2 separate regions of the Sus scrofa genome follow, and region 1 is linked to region 2. Evidence: chromatin contacts called from public HiChIP or PLAC-seq data. All regions are on one chromosome and are shown on one strand. Each heading gives the region's core, a stretch centred on a gene start, on an enhancer-like site or on the middle of the called end of the contact. The rest is flanking DNA. Distances are from core to core; before and after follow the strand shown. Region 1 overlaps ZNRF1 (a long non-coding RNA gene). Region 2 holds the start of ZFP1 (zinc finger protein 1 homolog).

What was found. HiChIP or PLAC-seq counts read pairs in DNA pulled down with a chosen protein or histone mark.
Region 1: an H3K27ac HiChIP or PLAC-seq map of skeletal muscle shows a contact between it and region 2. The contact joins the enhancer-like site here to the promoter of ZFP1 in region 2. A contact is called at or near these places in 1 of 5 promoter capture datasets (liver), 20 of 47 Hi-C or Micro-C datasets (alveolar macrophages, blood, embryonic fibroblasts and 8 more) and 2 of 2 datasets of contacts at active chromatin or transcription factors (alveolar macrophages and skeletal muscle).

What each region holds. Positions count from the first base shown.
Region 1 is chr6:12,604,902-12,608,455 of Sscrofa11.1, forward strand. All of the region lies in intron 1 of ZNRF1 (a long non-coding RNA gene), which reads right to left. It also overlaps the pseudogene LOC100736686. Among named protein-coding and RNA genes, the nearest start is that of ZFP1, 57 kb to the left of the region's middle. Within about 2 kb of position 1,305, at least 26 of the 83 cell types and tissues checked have an H3K27ac peak or open chromatin away from gene starts, as enhancers often do. A contact at or near this core is called in alveolar macrophages, fetal liver, liver and 3 more, where this site is marked.
Region 2 is chr6:12,547,156-12,550,885 of Sscrofa11.1, forward strand. ZFP1 (zinc finger protein 1 homolog) reads right to left here and starts at 2,321. Exons shown (of 5, transcript XM_013998178.2): 1 at 2,225-2,321. LDHD (probable D-lactate dehydrogenase, mitochondrial) reads left to right here and starts at 943. Exons shown (of 11, transcript XM_021093784.1): 1 at 943-1,097; 2 at 1,607-1,719; 3 at 1,975-2,116; 4 at 2,340-2,481; 5 at 2,616-2,775; 6 at 3,036-3,235; 7 at 3,323-3,451; 8 at 3,528-3,655. The coding sequence starts at 1,026.

The DNA of each region.
Region 1 (3,554 bases), core at 55-2,554, 57 kb after region 2:
AGAGAATTGAGTCATATAACCCTGCCCAAACACTCTACGCTGCTGGACTTGGTAAATGCAAAGAAGGGATGGGAGAAATAGAAGGCGGAGGGGAGGAGGCAGGAACAGGAAAGAACAGAAGCAGTACGACTTCCAAGGGGCAGATGAAAAAGAAACACAGCCCTGAAGGAGACAGGGTAGCAGTCAAATCTATCGGTGTTAAGATCTTTAGCCCATTTTAAAACTGATTTATGTGGATCTGGCTCAGTGGTTATCGAACCCGACTAGTAACCATGAGGTTGCGGGTTCGATTCTCTGGCCTTGCTCAGTGGGTTAAGGATCTGGCATTGCCATGAGCTGTAGTATAGGTTGCAAACACGGCTCAGATCTGGTGTAGCTATGGCTGTGGCATAGGCTGGCAGCTACAGCTCCGATTCAACCCCTAGCCTGGGAACCTCCATATGCTGCGGGAGCGACCCTCAAAAAAAGACAAAAGAAAAAAAAAAAAAAAAAAACTGATTTACGCAATTTCCAACCATTACGGGGACAATAAAAAAACTCAAAACTTCTGGCTCCAAATACTTTCTGTTCACATTAAGAACTGGGAAGATCAAGGGTACCAGAATGGCCGAGTGGCTAAGGCATTGGACTTAAGAACTGGGAAGATCAAATAAGACCTAAGAACAAACTTCAAGAACCCAGAGTCTTTTGATGGCAGAAAGGCTGGTTTCTAGGTGATCCAAGCCATTTCACCACAAACAAAAATAAAAAGACCAGTTTTCTCTGATACCCTCACAGTGTCAGAGATTTATTATGCTTCATCTTGATTTACTGTGCTGTTCTTTTTCAAATCCTACAGGTATGTGATGCCAAGCCTGCAACAGGAAAGGTAACCACCAAGTGTCTATAATGAGTCTTGGTGTCTAAAAAACGGTCCCAAGAGTGGGCTCTTCCTATGGCAGCAGGTCTGGGACATTTTGAGGGCTTCCTCTCCCAAAGGCTCATGCAAATGCTCACACAGCTGGAGATCAAGGCCTATATCTGCTCATTTACATCCAAACATGAAAAGCCTAGTGGGCAGCACCCCTGGGATGCTTTAGCTCGGAACCAGATCAAGGGTAAACCTCAATGCAGGTGTGCAGAAAATGTGGTACAACTTCTGGGTGAAGAGACTTGATTTATTTAAAGGAAAAAAGGTGAGTTCTCTGGGGCCCAGTGGACTATGGATCTGGAGCTGTCACTGCTCTGGCTTGAGTCACCACTGTGGTACGGGGTTTGATCCCCTGCCAGGGAACTTCCTTATGCTGCAGGCAAGGCCCGTTTAAAAAAAAAAAGGAGTAAAAAGTAAAAAAGGGAAGGGAACAATCTTCCTGGATTCCACCAGCCACAGCTGCACACAGAACGAGCATAAATAGTACTAGCTACTGCCATCTGACCACTTACCAAGCTACCAAACTCAATCCAAACGCTCGTGCCCAAAGCAGTGGTGTGAGATTTGCTGCCTGCTTGGGCTCAAGTGCAACAGGCAGGGTTGGGACCCCCACTTCCCAGCAGGGCTCCAACTGCCCTTCAAGTTACCCCCGTCTTGAACCATGTCTCTCACTCTTTTGTGAGGTCTTGGCCACTTTCCTTCCTCTTGTTTCCGCTGCCTGTGGTGGGGCTGGGCCAGCAAGTATGGGGAAATAATCCTTGGACTTAACTGTTACTGTGGAGTTATTCTCAGAGTGTCCTTTGCCACAATGCTACTGAAAGCCAAAAAAGGAAAAAGCTGTACACCACTGATGAGGACAGCCCACCTAAGAGGACAGCCCTAGGCTATCGTCAGATCTACAAACCCCTACAGAGAAAGAAAAGGCAAGCAGGGTCAAGCAGCAGGGGCAGAACAGAGGTTCTCCTCTCTCGGTCCCCACATCTGCTGAGGGGTTTACAACAGCGCTGGTCCCTACCCCTCCACACACAGCTAGAGGCTAAGACAGTAGATCCCAAGGCAGTCAGGCAGAACCAGATACTTTGCAAAGCGCCTGCAGGGGACCAACCCAAGGCCAATGGTGACAAATCCCTTGCGGATGAAGTTTTCACTTTCTCCTGTAAAGGTATTTTCCATTCTGCTTCCTAAGACTTTTGACTTTGGAACTAGAACTAGAAGGTTCAAAGGTGATGGAGACCCAGAGGAAGCACAGGCAAGACCAGCATCTGGTCATCCTGTTGCCCAGAGCCAACCAAGCTCCCACCCAGCTAAAGGAAGGCACTCTAGCCTCAAGACTGAGGGGTCTGTCTTCCTCTAGCCCCTCTCAATCCAGGACCAAATTAAGTCATTTTAAAAAATCTCCAGGTATTGATCTAACCTGGTGATTCTCGCTGAGCAAACAGTACAACAAAACTCTGTCGCCATCTATATTTGTACTGGAACAAGCCCACAACATTCTGTTTAGATCAGAAACCCACCTGGCACGAAAACACACAAAACGAGCACATGAGTTACATGGGAGTCAAAGGAGGGGGGGAAGGAGGAGGAGGCTGGCAGGGTGGAGACTTTCAAAGCAGCCCTGGAGCCACTGGGCTCTGAATGAAGGAAAACCCAGGAGATTCTGAACAAATCTGAAAGAAAATACAGAGGCGGACTCCGTAAGGAGAAATGTCACCATCACAAGCACCCTAAACCTTGAGTTCCAGCAACTCGGGTTCCTGAACGGGAGGATGCCATGGGACTGAAGGAAAGCACTGGGCCAGGCGAGTTTTCCTGAGAAAACGGGCAAGTTTAAAACAAAAGCCAGGGTCTAAGGGGTGGAGCCCAGCGGCATTCCCTCCCTACCCACCCCCCCGCCACAGCCGAGGCCACAGGCACCAGCCCTGCAAGGACCCAGACATTCACCGGGGTGCCATTCCAAGAACCGCACACACGCCTGCCCGCCTGCCGGGAAGTTCATCTCTGAACAAATCAGGACGTCAACTGTCTCGGCGATGCAGATGCAGTAAACCAGGAGTGCCGCTGACTCATTCTCACTTTGGTTAACTACAAAAATGACGGATGGCTGTCTGTGCCCTGCAGTCCCGTGGCCTTATTCTTCTGGTAATAAAATGGCTACAGCTGGAGAGCTCTGGGTTTTGGAGTTGCTTCTCCAGGAGGATTCCCAAGGTGGATGGTTGAACTCAGTGGTATTAAGTCTCCTCCAGGAGTTCCCACTGTGCCACAGAACCTGACTGCAGGGGCGCAGTTTACAGCTGCGGCTCAGATTCGATCCCTGGCCCAGGACCTTCCATGTGCCACGGGTGTAGGCTCTCGCATGAGCCTAGTACTCGGTGATCTCTCCGCCCACACACTGCTTGTGCGCTTCAGCACTTTCACCTCTTGGTACAAGCATACAGTCCCATTCTGGCTAAAGAGGAACCAAGACAGGTAAACCCCAACATCAGGTACACTTTCACACCTGCTCTGTTCATGACCACTAGAACCTACTAGCAGTACGTCACCGAAAATGATGGAACTGTCAGCCCAAGACCGTATTTCAGGGCCTCTGGCCAGAGCCACCAGTGGATCTGTGAACTAACATTACCGCCACTGGGACCTATGGAAG
Region 2 (3,730 bases), core at 1,071-3,570:
GCATATAGAGAGAACATTTCTATCAGAGCGGAAGTTGTACTGGACAGAGTACCACACCTAGATCTAACAGTTGACAAGAAGTACAGAAGCTGGAAAAATATCTTAAACAATCCCACAAGATGCAATCATCCAAAAACAGAATGTGGAAAATTCTACCGGCCAAGTGACCCAGTTTCTTTAACAAATAAATGGCATGGAAAAGTGGGAGAGCGAGAAACTGTTGTAGTTGAAGAGGCTTATGAGACACATTAACCAAATGCATTGGGTGGACTTTCCCTGGATCTTGATTTGAACTAACCAACTGTAAAAGAGATTTTTTTTGAGATAAGCCAGCTAAACACATTGAGAGTGAAATGTGAACTCATTCAAATGCGGCTGGGGAGAAGGACCCAAGTGGGAGTTTGTATTCCTAGTTTGATTCCTGGGGGGGAAAAAAAAACAACAAAAAAAAATAGCCAAGCTAGAAATAGCTTTATCTCAGTAATGTTAGCAACACACGTCTTCAAATTTGCTGTGGGAGGAAATCTGAGCTTGAAATAGTTTCAAAAGTAGCAGCCACATCTCTCCGCACAATTCTGGGATATGCCCAGTGGGAGAGTGGAGACAAAGGGATGCAATAGTCTTTTCCTTCACTTATCTGGTGAACCGTTGCTCATCCTTAAAGTGCTCCTCTTCCAGGAAGTCCTCCTGGCTTGCCTCACTGCCCTGCCCCAAACCATCCCCCAAGAGCTTCCCTGTGCTTCCCTCCTCATACCCTCCATCTAACTGTGACAGTGGATCTGGGACTTGCAAGGTGAGAAAGGGCAAGGGTGTGTGCCAAACCCCAGCCTGGATGGAGGGTAAGTACACAGTCTTAAGCCAGCAAGTGGCCTCTGTTGTTTCCCTTTATGCTTAGTAAGCTCCGCCTCTCCTTTAAGGAGTGGACTCCGAGGTCTGGCGGGGCCACCTTAAAACGGCGCCACCTTAAGCAGCCCTGCCCCCAGCAGAATTACTAGGCTGGGGTGGCTGCTGGCTTCTGCCCAGCTATGGCCTGCCTGCTCCGGGCTGCAACCTGGCGGCTGTTCCCCTGGAGGGGCTACTGCTCCAGGGGGACACAGGTAGGTGGGGGGGGGGCTTGGAGGCTGGGGACCCTATGCCAAGTTTCCGCCAGGCTCTGTGCTGCTCCAGCAACCCGGAGACTTTGGGCAAAGAATCACCCACCTGGCTCACATCCCTTCCACCCAACCCCCACCCCGGGTCAAATGTGGGTACTGAGTAAAGTAGGCCCAGGCCCCCACAGCTGCCATGAGTGGGGCTGGGGGGTTTCAGCTGGAAGGTCTGTGGACTCCACAGGGACGCTTTGGGGCTTAAAACAGCGCTTGGGCAGCAAGGAGCTGCGTTCTAGGCCAGGCCCTGTCTCTGACTTGCTGGCCTCGTTTCCCCATCTGTAAAATGGGACGAAATCCACGGAAGGGCTCTGAGAGCCCCATGAGCCCCTGGCCGAGGCAGCATGGAGGTGTGGGTGCCTCTGTTCACGGGCCATTGAAGCGCCACTCTGACGCCTCCCCCTGGCCGGATGGCCTCTGGCGTCTTTGAGAGACCCTGCCAGGGTGTTTGTCCCCTGCAGGGCGAACTCAGCAAAGGCTTTGTGGAGGCTCTGAAGGCAGTCGTGGGAAGCCCGCACGTGTCTACCGCCGCTGCGGTCCGAGAGCAGCACGGGCGCGATGAGTCCTTTCACAGGTGGGAGGCCCGCCCCCATCAGAGCCCCTGGCTGAGAGCCAGGGTCCTGGGTTGTCTTCTGCGCCCACCCCCACCCCGCCCATCCGTTTCTGGGTGCTCTGGCCTTCTCCACCCCTCCTCTTCACCTCCAGAAGGGTGCGCTCTGCCCCTGGCCCACTGTGCAGCCTCAGGCCCTGCAATACCTCTGGCTGCTTCAAATTTGAGCAGGACCAGAGGGCACCACACGCCCCTAAGTGGCTGAGGGTCTGGTTGCAGGTGCCAACCTCCTGACGCTGTGGTGTGGCCCCAGAATGTGGAGCAGGTCAGCCAGCTGGCAGCCCTGTGCTATGACCAAGGCGTGCCCATCATCCCGTTTGGCACAGGCACCGGGCTTGAGGGTGGAGTCTGTGCGGTGCAGGTATGTATGGTGGCCTCCTCCCCTGGCCAGATCCTAGTCCCATCACACTTGCCACCCTGCCCTCTGCCTCCTCCACCACCCACGGCTAGCCAGCTCCAGCCTCCTTACCTGCCGTCTTGGGGCTCTGGTCTGGCTGCTGAGAGGTCGGCCACGAGCTGGGGTTCTCGGGTCTGTGTCCTGGGGAAAGACCTTGGTTAGCAAACGCTGGCACCCTTCCGGCCAGGGCGGTGTCTGCGTCAACCTGACCCACATGGACCGAATCCTGCAGCTGAATCTAGAAGACTTTTCCGTGTTGGTGGAACCCGGCGTCACCCGCAAAGCTCTCAACACCCACCTGCGGGACAGTGGTCTCTGGTTCCCCGTGGGTAGGCTGGGGCTCGAGGCCGTTCCTGGGCTGGGAGGGCTCCCTGGTGGCACGGGTGTTTCTGGGGCTTAGGGGGACCCCTCTGCCCATGGGCGCCTGCCCCAGGCTGCCTTCTGCCTGACCTCTGCCCCGCAGATCCGGGTGCAGACGCCTCTCTTTGCGGCATGGTGGCCACCGGGGCCTCGGGCACCAACGCTGTGCGCTATGGCACCATGCGCGACAACGTGCTGAACTTGGAGGTGGTGCTGCCTGGTGGGCGGCTGCTCCACACCGCGGGGCCCGGCCGGCACTTCCGGTGAGCGCCCTCTACCGGCAGCCACCGGGGCCTCTTGGAGAAGCGGGTTGTGAAAATGTCCGTGGGCCGAAAGTGAGGGTCCCAGGGTTTGCTCCCCCTGCTTGAGGCCGATTCGGGCTGTGCCAGGGAAAGGCTGCCTTGGTGGCAGTCTGCACCCGAGGGGGCCAGCGCAGACCTTGGGCGCAGCTCCCCACCTGGCTTCTGGCCAAAAATCCATAGTCTCGTGGCCTGGGCGCTCACCCTCATGTCCTCGGGCCTAGGAAGAGCGCAGCGGGCTACAACCTCACCGGGCTCTTTGTGGGCTCCGAGGGGACCCTGGGACTCATCACAGCCGCCACCCTGCGCCTGCACCCTGTCCCTGAGGCCACGGTGGCCGCCACCTGTGCCTTCCCCAGCATCCAAGCGGCAGTGGACAGCACTGTACACATCCTCCAGGCTGCAGTGCCTGTGGCCCGCATTGGTGAGCCAGGGACTGGGCAGTCCCCGTGGGCGCCCTGGAGGAGGTCTGGAAGGCTAGTCCTCACCTCATCGGACTTCTTGGTCCCAGAGTTCCTGGATGACGCCATGATTGACGCATGCAACAGGCACAGCAAGCTGAACTGCTGCGTGGCGCCCACACTCTTCCTCGAGTTCCATGGCTCGGAGCAGGCGCTGGCAGAGCAGGTGCAGCGCACAGGTGCACTGGGGTGCTGCGGGAGGGGGGCACGGGCTGCCCCGGAGCGGGGCCAGTGTCAACCCTCGACCTTCCACAGAAGAGATCACCCGGCACAATGGAGGATCCCACTTCTCCTGGGCCAAGGAGGCCGAGGAGCGCAGCCGGCTCTGGGCGGCGCGGCACAACGCCTGGTACGCAGCCCTAGCCCTGCGGCCCGGCTGCAAGGTGAGCGGGCTGGGGTGGACGTGGGAGCCTTTCCTCCGCCCTCTAGCCTGTTGTCCGGAGAAGCAGGCTGAGGGC